Linked DNA regions of Mus musculus: regions 2, 3 and 4 are each linked to region 1. Evidence: chromatin contacts called from public HiCAR-type, HiChIP or PLAC-seq and Micro-C data. All regions are on one chromosome and are shown on one strand. The core of a region is the stretch at or near the end of the contact, and the rest is flanking DNA. Distances in the headings are between cores, read along the strand shown. Region 1 holds the start of Lpin2 (lipin 2). Region 2 holds the start of Zbtb14 (zinc finger and BTB domain containing 14). Region 3 holds the start of Akain1 (A kinase (PRKA) anchor inhibitor 1). Region 4 holds the start of Alk (anaplastic lymphoma kinase).

The links. Hi-C and Micro-C count contacts between places; a contact is called where the count stands out from the background. HiCAR-type assays count read pairs that join an accessible place to other places. HiChIP or PLAC-seq counts read pairs in DNA pulled down with a chosen protein or histone mark.
Region 2: a contact with region 1 is called in a Micro-C map of embryonic stem cells, with 13 times the contacts expected there. The contact joins the promoter of Zbtb14 here to the promoter of Lpin2 in region 1. A contact is called at or near these places in 4 of 39 promoter capture datasets (hippocampal neurons, liver, pre-B cells and 1 more), 2 of 484 Hi-C or Micro-C datasets (both in embryonic stem cells) and 2 of 115 datasets of contacts at active chromatin or transcription factors (astrocytes and stem cell-derived neural progenitor cells).
Region 3: a contact with region 1 is called in a HiCAR-type map of astrocytes, with 3 times the contacts expected there. The contact joins the promoter of Akain1 here to the promoter of Lpin2 in region 1. A contact is called at or near these places in 3 of 39 promoter capture datasets (embryonic stem cells, hippocampal neurons and pre-B cells) and 1 of 115 datasets of contacts at active chromatin or transcription factors (astrocytes).
Region 4: an H3K4me3 HiChIP or PLAC-seq map of embryonic stem cells shows a contact between it and region 1, with 6 times the contacts expected there. The contact joins the promoter of Alk here to the promoter of Lpin2 in region 1. A contact is called at or near these places in 2 of 115 datasets of contacts at active chromatin or transcription factors (astrocytes and embryonic stem cells).

Annotation. Positions count from the first base shown.
Region 1 is chr17:71,182,153-71,185,160 of GRCm38.p6, forward strand. Lpin2 (lipin 2) reads left to right here and starts at 1,380. Exons shown (of 20, transcript NM_001357791.1): 1 at 1,380-1,592.
Region 2 is chr17:69,382,191-69,385,198 of GRCm38.p6, forward strand. Zbtb14 (zinc finger and BTB domain containing 14) reads left to right here and starts at 1,614. Exons shown (of 3, transcript NM_009547.3): 1 at 1,614-2,035. Gm49894 (transcription initiation factor TFIID subunit 4-like) reads right to left here and starts at 1,991. Exons shown (of 3, transcript XM_030250167.1): 1 at 1,910-1,991; 2 at 986-1,821; 3 at 1-108. The coding sequence starts at 1,991. The coding sequence ends at 61.
Region 3 is chr17:69,437,771-69,440,778 of GRCm38.p6, forward strand. Akain1 (A kinase (PRKA) anchor inhibitor 1) reads left to right here and starts at 1,556. Exons shown (of 2, transcript NM_001145192.1): 1 at 1,556-1,771. The coding sequence starts at 1,756. It overlaps A930029G22Rik (a long non-coding RNA gene), which reads right to left and starts at 2,470. Exons shown (of 2, transcript XR_003952217.1): 1 at 1,407-2,470.
Region 4 is chr17:72,602,760-72,605,767 of GRCm38.p6, forward strand. Alk (anaplastic lymphoma kinase) reads right to left here and starts at 1,548. Exons shown (of 29, transcript NM_007439.2): 1 at 269-1,548. The coding sequence starts at 950.

The sequences.
Region 1 (3,008 bases), core at 130-2,629:
GGTCTTCTCTCTTTGAAATGAAAGATACATCTAGACTAGCAGACCGATGATTGGTGGGGGAAGGTTCTTGGCCATGAAACTGGAAGGTGGTAGGGTCAGAAGGTGAGGAAAGACTCTGGGCAGTGAAGCAGATGGGAGTTGGGTGTGCCCCAACTTTACAGGTATCAGCTGGGGGAAGTCGAGGAACAGTCAACAAATATTTAATTAGTTCCTCTTCTGCCTCAGTAGTAGCATGAAGCAGGCAGCCACTAGAGAATGAGGAAAATACTATAAACATGAACCAATCCTTCTGAGTAAGGTGTCAAAGCCCAGAGGGGGCGGTGACAGAGGAAGGGCGGGTTGTCTGCTGCTTTCTGCATGATGAGAGGAAGGAAGCGTGAGAATATTTCCCTCCCAAGGTAGGAGGTAATGAAACTATCCCGAGAGAAACAGGAAAAGTCAAGAATGAGAAGCTAGAGAACAAACAGTAACAGCGTGTTCTACAGTCTGGGCTGCAAGCTACATTGGGCTCCCAATGGGAATGAAGGTGTAGCTGTTCCCAGTGCATTGACTTGGGGATTGAGGACTGGGTTCTCTGGGTTTAATTGCACTTCCCCACAGCGGAGGAGTAGTATTTCTCGAGCATTTACGGGAAACTTTCAACCTTGAAAACATTTCTTTCACTGGTAGATCAGATGAAGAGCCACGCTGAAGTGAAAAATCCCAGTAGGTTTGGGTGTCTCTGTGGACCTTGGTAACTACTGAGGCAATCTGGTTGAATTCCACACGGCGGTACTTAGGCAGGGAAACGAAAGGTTTCCCGGGTCCCAGCACAGACTATGCTCACCGCGCTTCATTGTTGCAAAGAAACTGCTGTGCCCAGGCCCATACCGGAGAGAGTTTGTATAAATGCATGGCTCAGCGGCCGGAAGACTGTGTCACACTGTTCATGCTCGCGGTGAGCACGAAGAAATTAACAAGCATTTAGAAGTGATGCCATGGCCTTCCATCGAAAGAACCAGCTGCAGATATACAAGACGAAAAACAGCCGCCGTCACTAACACTCGCAGCTGCAGCCGTTAAAGTGCACTTTTTAAGTAGGCGGTGTTATCACCGAGCTCCAAGGGTAAATAAGGAAAGATACGGGTTCTGCAGTGATCCCATGATGGTGCACTCGCGTTACGCGGGGACACCATTATGCAGCAGACCGTTTGCACTCTTTTTTGGTAGCTGGACTCTGAAGCCCGACGCAGCGCCGCAAGGTTGCCATGGGGACCGGAGGAAACTTTTTTTTAAAGCGCCCTTCTGAGGCCGGCGCCGGCGTCGAGCTGCTCTCTCCCCGGAGGGGCCCAGGGCTCCAGGCGCGCGGCCGGCGGGGGCGGAGCTCGCGTCACGTGGCCGGGCCGGGGCGGGGCGTGCGCGCAGTCTACCGCCAGCTCGGCCGCCGCCGCCGCTGCTGCCGCCGCCGCGTCCCATTCATGAGGCCCGGCGGGCTCCGCTGTAGCCCGCGGCTTCGGAGGCGGCGGCCCCGCCCCCTGCTCCCCCGCTTCTTGGGGCATCCCTGCGGGGCTGCACAACAGTCCGCCGAGTGAGAGCCGCGCGCGGTGCCGCAGGTAAGCGGGCCGGAGACAGCGCCGGGGCTTCCCGGGGGGCCGCGTCCCCGCTCGCGGCCTCGCCTCGCGTGGGCCACGTAGCCGCGGCCGCGCCGCCTGAGGACGCGCGGGCGTCTGCGGAGACCCTCACGTCGGCAGCGGTCCTCCGAGCCGCGGGCGGCGCGCCCGGGGACCGCAGCCCCGGGCCTGGGGGAGGGGAGCGGACGCCGGCGCGCGGTCGCGGTCATCCCCCGGCCGGGACTGGCGAGGTGCAGTTATTCCCTCAGGCCGTTGGCTTGCCCGCCGCCGCCGTCGCCGTCGCCGCCGCCTCCTGCAGGCCGCGGACCTGGTTTAGATGTGAGTAGCCTGTTGCCGGCGACCCCCGGGGCCCTGGAAGGTTCTGTCGGCTGTGGGAACCGGAGCTCTGAGGCCCAGTTTTGAGCGCCGCGGATCCACCCCAGCCTAAGAAAATTATTTTCATTCAAATTTAGGATGGCGTTTCGGAGCCATAATTATGCAGAACAAGACTAGGAAGATCGCCCTCGCTTTCAGAAAGTACTGGAACGCAGGATACTTGGAGAGGCACTGAGGGATTACTGAACAAGCGGCCACACACTTATTTTAATGCATCTTTGAGACTTAAAAAAAAATTAAAAATGGAAACTGAGGCTCTTGCATGGCGCTGAAGCTCATTTGCCCAGCAGTAGGGATGCTGGTTAAGTTGGTACCGAACCTCGCCTCACTAATTTAAAACGTTATGATAACACAAGTTGAATTTTGAAATCTATTTTGGGATCATTTGCCGGTTAGTGTCTGTGTTGATCCGACATTGATTGCTTTCACTGGCTTAAAACTACGAATCGTGGCAGGTATTGCTAGACTGGGTTAGCAACCCAGCCAGCCACCAAGTGTGGGAGGAAACAGGTGTTTTAGCCCTCGTTGGGCTGCCCTGCCCGGTGTGCCCTCTCACATTGCCCGTGGGTAGCCTCCTACGGGCTTCCTCCTAGTTAAATGTGTTCTTGATTGTGGTTTATCGGCCCCAGCGATCTTCAAGTTCGAGGTAGTAGCAGAATAGCTGTAGCATGCTAGAAATGAAATGGCTGGGTCTACTTTCGCGTTTGTGGCAAAATTGAGATTCGGCAGAGCAGCTGTATGCTTAAGAGGCTCTGGAAATGGGAGCATTTGAAAACCCTTGAACGCCAAGTGCAGTTAAGCAGATAAAGGGATAAAGGTCGGAGCTTTGTTTCTTGAATGGCTGTATGCTTGTTCTCCTTGCTTAGCCTTGTGCGTTTTGGTTTACTGACTGGACTATCCCCTGCACTGGGCACAGGATCCCCGCAGGCAAGACTCCAATAGCTGTTTATTACTAAGCACAGAGGCTGGCTTTTAGAAGAGCTTTGGTTGGGGCTTCTTGAGTGAAGAGAAGAAGCTGCAAGC
Region 2 (3,008 bases), core at 364-2,863, 1.8 Mb before region 1:
AGCTATAACTTACATGGATGTCCTGACATTACCAGGCTATCAGATCTCTCCATGGGAGCATCAAGTGCAACCTAGTTCTGGAAACATGATGGCTAGAGAGGGATGTACCTGGGTAAACGTAAAGGCACCAATTAGTCTGGTAGATCTAGAGCTTTGGGATTGAGCAGTTTGTCCAGGGTGACCGGAATTTCCCCTTATACTCCAAATCAAAAATGGCACTTCATTTGCTCTGCAAATGCCTGCTCCCCATAAACAATGCCTCAGTGGCACGAACCAAGCCATGAGCCTGGATATTCGGTCGAGACGGTACAGGGGAGACAGACGGTGCACCGGGACACCTGCCCAAAAGCCAGGCCGAGCTCAGCGCCCGAACCGTGCGCGCCCAGGGGCAGACATGGCCCACGCACATGCACACGCACACGCACGGGAGCGCAGGCTCCCCGCGTTCCCGACGCAGTGCCGAGGCCGGGCGCCGGCGGGAGCCCTGGAGTCGGGAGCTCCAGGAGGGGGCGGGTGCTCGAGAAAGGAGCTCGTGCATTCGCTCCCCTGGCCGGCAGAAGCCCCGCCCCGACCCCGCCCACCCCCTTCTCCCGCGCGCGGGCTCCGCGCGCCCCTTGCCGCGCGCGTGCGCGCGCGTGCGCAGGCCAGGGCTCTCCGCGGGCGGCCCCGTAGACCCAGGGAAAGCAACCACCCGTCAGGTCCCAGATTAACCCTTTCCTCGCTCGCTCACGAGGGAGGCCCCAGCCAGTTCCGTGCCTGCGCAAGCGGCGGCGCGCCTTCTCTCCCCCCCACTACCCCGGAGCCCGCACCGCGCATGCACGGGGAGGGGGGTGGTGGGGGTGTTCGCGGCGGGTTGGCTAGTGTGTGCTCGTGCAGGAGGAGGGCTGCCACCACCAGGGACGTGCACGATTCCCCCCCTACCCCACCCCCTCCCCAAACTCAGAAAAAAAAAAATTAAAAAAAAATCCAAAACACTGCCACCCACCGTGCCCCCGCGTCCATCCCGTCCCTGGCTTGCGCGCTGCCGAGCGAGGGAGCCCACAGCGACAGCGAGCGTCTGTAGCGGTGCCAAGCTGCAGGTAAGCGCGGGCCGGGTGCTGGAAGGGCCGGGGACGGGCGCGGGGACGCGGGGGCAGCCGGCGGCGGGCGCGGCCGGGGCGGCTGCGAGGAGGCGCGTTCCCGCCGAGCTCCGGGGCAGCAGCCAGCTGCAGGATGTGGCGGCGCAGCGCGGTGCGAGCGGGATCGGGGCGTGGGCCGCGGTTGGGCGTGGGGGGCCGGGCGTCCCCGGTGGCTGCGCAGGCCAGCGAGCGGGTGGGGAAGAGGCCAGGCGGCGGCCCCGCGCGCGCGCTCTCTCTCCGCGGCCGAGTTCATGGCCGCCTGGCTCTCCGCGCCGCAGTGCACCGCGGTGGGGGTGGGGACGGCCGAGCCGGGCCCGAGCGCGGCCCGCGGGGCGCCGCCCCTCGCAGCTGTGGTTTCCCCCGGAGCCGACGGGACCCCCCGCGCACGCTCCCCCGCCTGCGTCCGCCGAGCTCCGGGGAGCCGGCCGCGCGCCGCCCCCGCCCTTGGCCGCGGGAGGGCGCGGGAGGACCAGACGCGCAGGCCGCGGAGTGCGCGGGGCGCGAGCTCGGGGCTCGCGGGCGGAGCAGGGCGCGGCGCGGCGCGGGGCTGCGGAACCGGCCGCATGCCCGCTCCCGAGCTCGTCGCGCCGCCGGGGCTGCTGCGGGCCAAGGAAGAGAGCCTCGCGCCCGCGCCGCGACCTGGAGAAGTGGAGGATGGTGGAAGGGAAGGTGGCCCGTCGCTGGCGGGCACAGCTCAGGGGAGCTTTTGTTTAGGAGAGAATGCTGAGGGCTCGCTGCATCCGGCGGCTCATTGGCTGCGAAATGCGAATGTGGGCTCCCCACGCGCGGACTGCGCCCCATGTCTTTCGCGGGGCCCCGGATTCCCCACTCCCAAGTTGTGCGGTCGCAACAGGGAAGTGGTGTGGCCGCCATTGTCGCAGCTGCTCCGGAATAAGGAGGCGGCTGCGGCTGCTTATGTAAGTTTGCTTTGGGAAAGCCTGGCTCTGTGCTCGGTGAGGACGCCTTAACGCTCCCGCGATTTGGGGAGCTGCTAGCAAGGAGCTGCTTTATAGTATTATAGGTGTTGGGCTATGTCTTGTCCTACACCTACTTACACACATACTGGCAATGGTTATCTTCAGGTTTGACTCATTTGAACTTAGCAATGGGAACATCTCTATAGGGGGAAAAAAAAACCGAGCCGATTGCCCTGTGACCTCCTTTGAAAAAGAATTACACACTCACCAGAATCGAGAAGGCGTACGCACGCTGATATGTTGCCATAGCTACCATAGGGCCACTCTTCTCCCAAGTCCATGACCTCAGAAGTGCCACGGAGGGAATTTCTGCAGGGAATGCCTTCCCTTAGGCTGACTGCCGGCCCAGGGTGCATCTAGAACCCAGGAAGGCTGAGGTGAAGACTGGAGGGAGCATCCTTAGAAACTATCTTACCAGCCCTCACTCCGTGCACATGGGAAAGCCTGCTAACTCAGAGCCCTGTGATTCCTATAGTATGAACTTGTTATGGGTTCTCAGGATGTCGACCCTTTGGTGGAATCTCGGACAAAGTCATTGTGTAGGACTGTATTGTAACACGGCCACCTGCTTCTACTGCACTTGTGGGATTGGTGGTCAGTAGAGGAAATTTTTGTTCTTCAAAGCCTGTTGGGCTGCAGGATGTGGAGTTCTTTGGGTGAGAGTTAAGAACGAAAGAAAATTCTTTGAACCTGCATCCGGGGATGGAGGGAGAAAAATGTAAGATTTCTCCATGGCAGTCTTGGAGACAAGTTTGTAATTGTGTAGTAGACAAAGTGGCATGCTTATTTCTCCACTCTTTAGCTGTTGGGTATGTGTGTTCCTGCAGCCGTCCGATATTCAAACATGCATCTAGATGTCTATAGTTCTTAAAGGAAAATGTGCACCCAACAGGAAGTGGTGTGGATAAAGAAC
Region 3 (3,008 bases), core at 306-2,805, 1.7 Mb before region 1:
TTTGCATCTGGTTGATCCTTAAGAATGTTTTCAGATGTTCTTAACACGATATTTTCCTGTGGATATTTGTTTATGCATTCGGTGAGTAAAGGCCATGAACACACAAAGTTGTAAAAAATTAAGGGTGGTGGAGGGGTGTTTATTTAAAGCAGTCGGCAGTCATTCAAGCAAATCTCAAATAGTGCTTCATGTGTCCCACGGTGCTGAAACTAGAGGGGCAGATAGTTTTTGTTCCCAAGGGTTTGGGTGTATCTTGGGCATATGAGAGGACTCCACCCCTTTGTGCATGGGTATTTTTCCTACCCATTGGCTGATTTGCATCGTGCTGAGGCAGGCCCCATCTGTTTCATCTCCTATGACACCAGGTGCTAAGAGCATTTGTGACTGTGTTGTGTTGAAGCTGCCCAGATGCCTCCATGATAACCGTAGTTCAAGATTTGTGAAACTATTTACATTTTCAACCTATTATGGCTTTGAACAAACTCGGTGCCAGCCTGGCTATTTAAATGCCTATGTTTGCCAAAACAGGGTAGAGCTTAAGGCTTTTAATCAAATTGTTAGTACTGTGCTTTTAGAACAGCGCTATTATTTCCAGGAAAAGGTGAAGAATGCCCAAAAACTCTGATTGCCTTTGGTTTTGGACAACCCCATTCAACTACAGAGATGGAGGATAAAAGCCAAGGCAAGGGGATCCTTATGTGGTTTTTGACTCTGTCACTGAAACCCACACGCGCGTGTTGCAAGCTGGTGGCATCTAATGAGCGTTGCCTACACCGCACCAACATTAATCAGGGAACAGATATCTTCAAGTGAACTACGGGTTAGGAGCCTGCAGTGAGCATCCAGCAAGTCCTTGTTCAGGGTGGAACCAACTGTAAAGGGCGCAGATACCAACTGAACCAGATCTGGGCAAGCTCTTAAGTATGTAATCAATGTCAGAGATGTTTTTCCTCATCCGTGCAGAAGTTGGAGTTTGTCCGAGACATGTCTCATCTGTACTTTTTTTTGCAGTGACTAACACCGTTTCCTCTCAGGCTATGACCTTGAGAACCTGCAAATGTGGGAGTTGACCCAGTGGTCACGGGGAACAGGACCCGCGAGCAGCGCCCTTGTCATGCATGCATTGCAAGGTCATCCTGTTTTTCTCTTTTAGCTCTCTTGCTGACATTGAGAGGCCTGGGGCAGCCAGAGAAGTCGTGAACAGCAAAGACGGGTTAACTTGGTGGTTCCTCCCTCTGTTCAGAGACAGCCACACTCCAAGAACTCAGCCTCTGGAGTAAAGTCTAGTGCGATGTGGGGAAAGGGACAAACTCATCTTAAATGTCAGCCCGGCATCCCTGGGGGTGAGTGACAGCAGGTAGTTAGAAGCAATTAGTTGTGCGCCTGCCGGGAAACCGGGCAATTACCTTTCTGTCTGGCTTCCCCTTCCGTCCTTCCTGCTTCGGTGGAAGCGGTAGAAGCGCCCTGCTCCTTCGGCGGTGAATCGCCAAGCTGGCGCGGGGACCGAGGAGGAGCTGAGCCGGGTTGCCTCTCCTCCTCCCGCCGGCGGAGCGGTGCATTGTGGAGGCAGCGCGCGCCCAGCGCTGAGCCGCGGCCCGGGACCGCGCGCAGGGAGCTGTCCGAGGTGCTGACCGTCCCGCCCGCACCCTGCGCGCCCGTCTGCTCCCGGCCCCGCGGTTCCCCGGTCCCCCGTCGGCTCCCGCCCTCTGTCTGTCCACCTCTAGAAACCCAAGGGTGTAGCGGCTGAAGGAAGTCATGGTGTTCGCTCCAGGTACTCTTTTATCTTCTTTTTCCGCAGACGTCCAGGCGGGGAGCGGGGCGGGAGGCGAACGCACCCGGAGGGAAGGCCTTTAAGACGACGGGGGTCCCTATGCGTGCTTTGGAGTTGCAGTGGCCCGGGGGGTGGAGACCGCCGGGTCGCCCCTCTCCCACACCCGCCTCATCTGCAACCCCAACCTTTCCGTCTCACAGTCCCGCCTGAATCCCGGCACCCGGAGTGAGCACCGACACCTTGGCAAGTGGCCCACTCGCCAGCATCGGACCTGCGCGGGTGTGCGGGCGGGGAGTGGGGAGAAGGATACAGGGCTTGGGGCTCCTTCTGTGGGAGTCTCTGTCGCCGCCTCTCCTCCCCTTCCTTAGAAGTGGCAAAGTGCCCTGCTTCCTTCCTCCGGGCCTCCAGAGGAGGTCGAAGGCAGGGGAGCGGGGCGAGGGGAAGAGGAGCGCTAGCCCTATGGATTTGGATCTGAAACTCTGTCGGGACTGCAGCAGGAGAGAGGCTACTGCGGCGCCGCGGGCGCTTGCAGCGTCTTCTGCTGGCAGGTGGCGAAGGACCTTCGTCCTTTTGCTGCGATTGGAGGCTACAAGTTGAAGAGTCAAATTTATCTGAGGTTGGCGGGTTTATCAGTCTCTCTCCTCTCTCTCTCTCTCTCTCCCTCTCCCCCCCCTCTCTCTCTCTCTTTCTCTCTCTCTCTCTCTCTCTCTCTCTCTGTGCACGCGCACGCGCGTTCAGGTGCTTCTGCTAGGGCCTCGACCTAGGTGTGTGTGTGTGTGTGTGTGTGTGTGTGTGTGTGTGTGTGGTGGGCTGAATGAAGCGTGGACCCGTTTATAGTTAACATTTCTACGTCCAAAGTTTCTCTCTCTCTCTCTCTCTCTCTGGTTTTTCTCTTTCATCTTTCTAACCTTCTTTTTCAGTTTGCCTGCCCTGACTCCCTCTCGCAGTTCCCCTTCTTGTTTTTGTTTGTTTTGGCTGTACTTCTTTTTAGGGGCAGTGTACAGCAGGTAGTAGGAAACACATAGCATCACTCTGTCAGCTTTGGGGGTCTTTAATTTGAGAAACAGGTTTGAAAATGTCCTGGGCAGGGGAACAGACATTGGAGAAGAAAAAGAAAGCATTTCTAAAAGGAAAGAATTGGGTCTGGTTTTTACATTTTTTCACTGAAAGAAGAGGAAGCTCTCCACCTGTCAATGACCAGTGACAGTCCCTGAGTCCCCGAGAGGTTAGCTAAGGA
Region 4 (3,008 bases), core at 298-2,797, 1.4 Mb after region 1:
ATCCAATTATGATCCAGTGGGATCGTGTGTAAGTCAGTGGAAGGCATTCTGCCAACACTGGAAAACTTTTCTCCCAACTTGGTTGCTAGAGAGAGAGAGAGAAGGTTCTATTGGGAAGTTACTATGTTTAAGCACATAAAAAGAAACCACGGGTCTAAGTTCAAGTACGATGAAAAGGGGGCTAGAAGAATAAGAGTTAGTTAGCAGTGTCTACATGTCGTATAACTAAAAATGCAAATCCCAACACACTCTAGTGGGAGCTGCTCACCCGTCCCGAAGATCTGGAAGAGAAGGCGGGGCTGGGAGGCTCGGATCGCACTGGATAGCCTTCCCTCCCTGCCCACTTCCGATGCCTTCTTCTCAGGCATCAGGCGGATCCTCAGCCTCCCTTCGCCGTGGAGAATCCACCAGCTGAACAGCTCGCTGAGGTTGAACTGGAGTATCCCCACAGCCGCTACCTCCTCTGGGGGACCAATACAGCCTTCAAGAATCGTCTCCTCGCCCAGCTCCAGCACCAGCTGTTTGGCACGCCTGAGCTTGCGCACCGAGCCTCCCTTCAGCACCCTGGACAGCGTCGGACCCGCCTCGGGACTAGGAGAACTGGCTCCATCTGCCCAGGAGATTCCAGGCAGTGGCCCCAGCAGCCTGAGCAGAGGCTCACAATCCAGGGCCAGTGATCCCCGCGCCTCCAGCCCGCCAGCCTCGGGCTCCGAGGGGGACCGTGGCTGCGGTAGCAGCAGGTCTCGGGCATAGACGCGGAAGAGCGAGGGTACAACGAAGTCCACTGCCAGACTCTTCCTCTGCAGGCGCGAATAACTGAGCGGCTCCCGGGGCTGCAGAGGAGGCCCTGAGGCTGGGGAACCCGCGCGCTGATCGGTTGCAGCTCCGGAGTACGAGGCTGCTGCCAAAAGCAGTGGAGGCAGCAGCCACAGGAACCCAGCAGCTCCCATCCCGCTGGAGGGCGAGTTTACACTAGTCTCCCTTCCCTTGCTGGTCCAGCCTCGCCCTTCACTCTCCCCCAAACAGGAAAGGGCTCCAAATAGTCCTTGGTCCTGAATGGCTCCTTCCACTAGATCTCAGGGACTGTGTGTACACTATAGAGCGCCCTTGCTTTTCCCAAGCTACAAGGAGGCGAGAAGGGTTCTCAGCAAAACGGAAGACAAAGTCAGGGGGTAGTTCGGAGACAGTGAGACACCCTGGGCTCAACAGCTGGATCCTGCGCCTCTCGCCGTGCTGCGCCCCATTTGTAGAGGCCTTTGCTCAGGGACCAGGGAGGTGGCAATTAGGTACCGTTCAAGGAGCCCTCGGCGACCAGAGCTCTCCTCTTAGCTTCCAATCTTCTGCAACTTTCCAGGCTGTGAACCGTGGCTCCGAGTCGGTCACTGTCTTGCCCACGTCCTCCGCTCCTGTCACCTCCTCTGCGCTCCTTCCCAGGTCTAGGCAAGGACCACCGGAGGGGGCTGCTTTCTAGCGCCCCCTCAAGTGACCTCCGCTGCAGGAAGTCTTCGGATCGATCACCCTGCCCGCTGAACTTCTGGGCGTGAACACGAGCTCTGCGTTGCGGAGAGGAGGCTCCCGCTGCCTCCACGCGCGCAAGTTTGCAGCGTCCTTGCCGTCACCGACGTCTTGGTTCCTCGGAGTTCACTCCCAAGCACCCGGGCGGCCCTGGCCGCTGGCGACTAGTGAAAACATTCCGGGCAGAGGAGCCCGCAATGTAGCCAGCCCCCTCCTCACCTACCAGCAGCGCCCGCGGTTTTGTTGACTGGCCAGGGGGCGAACGGAAAACGTCTTACTGCCCCCCCGAGAACCGCTGGACAGAAGCAGCGGGAGGTGCCAGTTGCCACCGCTGCTGCCGCCCCCAGAGCCGCTGGATCGCATCTGCCTGGGCGCCCGCCACTTGCAGCTGGCAGTGCCGCGAGCGCGCGCCGAAGGGGGGCGGGGCCTCCGCGAGGGGCGGGGCTCTAGAGCGAACTCAGCGCAGCCGCCCAGCCCACGCAGCCGGCCCCGCCCCCTTCCAAGCCCGCCGGCCAATGCCGCTGCGAGATCTGCTCCTATGCAAATCTGCAGAGGCCTCAGTATTCATTGAGAAAAGCACCAAGCCCGCCCCGCCTCCCGCTGCTGGTGCCTGTTCCTTCCTCCAGATTGCCTGCCCTATTTCTCCGCTGTGCGAACAAGAGAGTATTTTGGATAAATGGGAAAACTGGAAGCGATCGTTGCAACCAAACACTCTGTCTAATTATACATTTAACAGATTAAATGTGTCCGACTTCAGAGGAGCAGGTTCCGGAATAAATCTGGAGGCAAAGAAAAACCAGAAGGAGGCAGGGGTAGCGAGGCCCTGCAAGATTCAAGAGCCTTGGAGCCTTGAAAGGGAACCTTCTCCAACACTCCTGTTATTTGAAAGCATTCCTGAGAGCCTGAGTTGTTCTTCTTCGGCTTTAGCCGCAACAAATGCTGTCAGACCTGTCAGCCACTTGGTTTTCTCATAATGGTGTCTGCACAGGTTTCCAGACAGAAACTGGGGATGAAACTCAGAGCCTTCTATAAGACAAGCGAACGCTCTGCCGCTGAGCAACCACCCCACCACGACACTATTTGTTTATTCACTTTTTTTATTTTGGCCTTTTTTGAAATACGACCTCGTTTTTGTAGCCCAGGCTGGGCTTGAACTCACTACACTGCCTAGACTGACTAGGAACTCTTGGAAATCCTGTTCCGGCTTTTCAAGTGCTGGGATTTGGGATTACAAGCATAAACCACCACACATGAGACGGATATTTTTAATTCCAGTTCTGGATCATTTGCTCATGTGAGACTTCCAAGCCCACCCTCCAGTCCTCTTGACTGCTACTTTGCCCTAGCGGTCCATGAGTAGCAGGCCAGAGGCTATGGATATGACTCTGTGGAAGAAGGTTGTGTGGGGCGGTGGCACACACACTCAAGGCCTTCTATTTATTCACTTACTTAAAATGCCAGGTTCTCCCTCCAGTCTCCTTTTCTTTCAGATA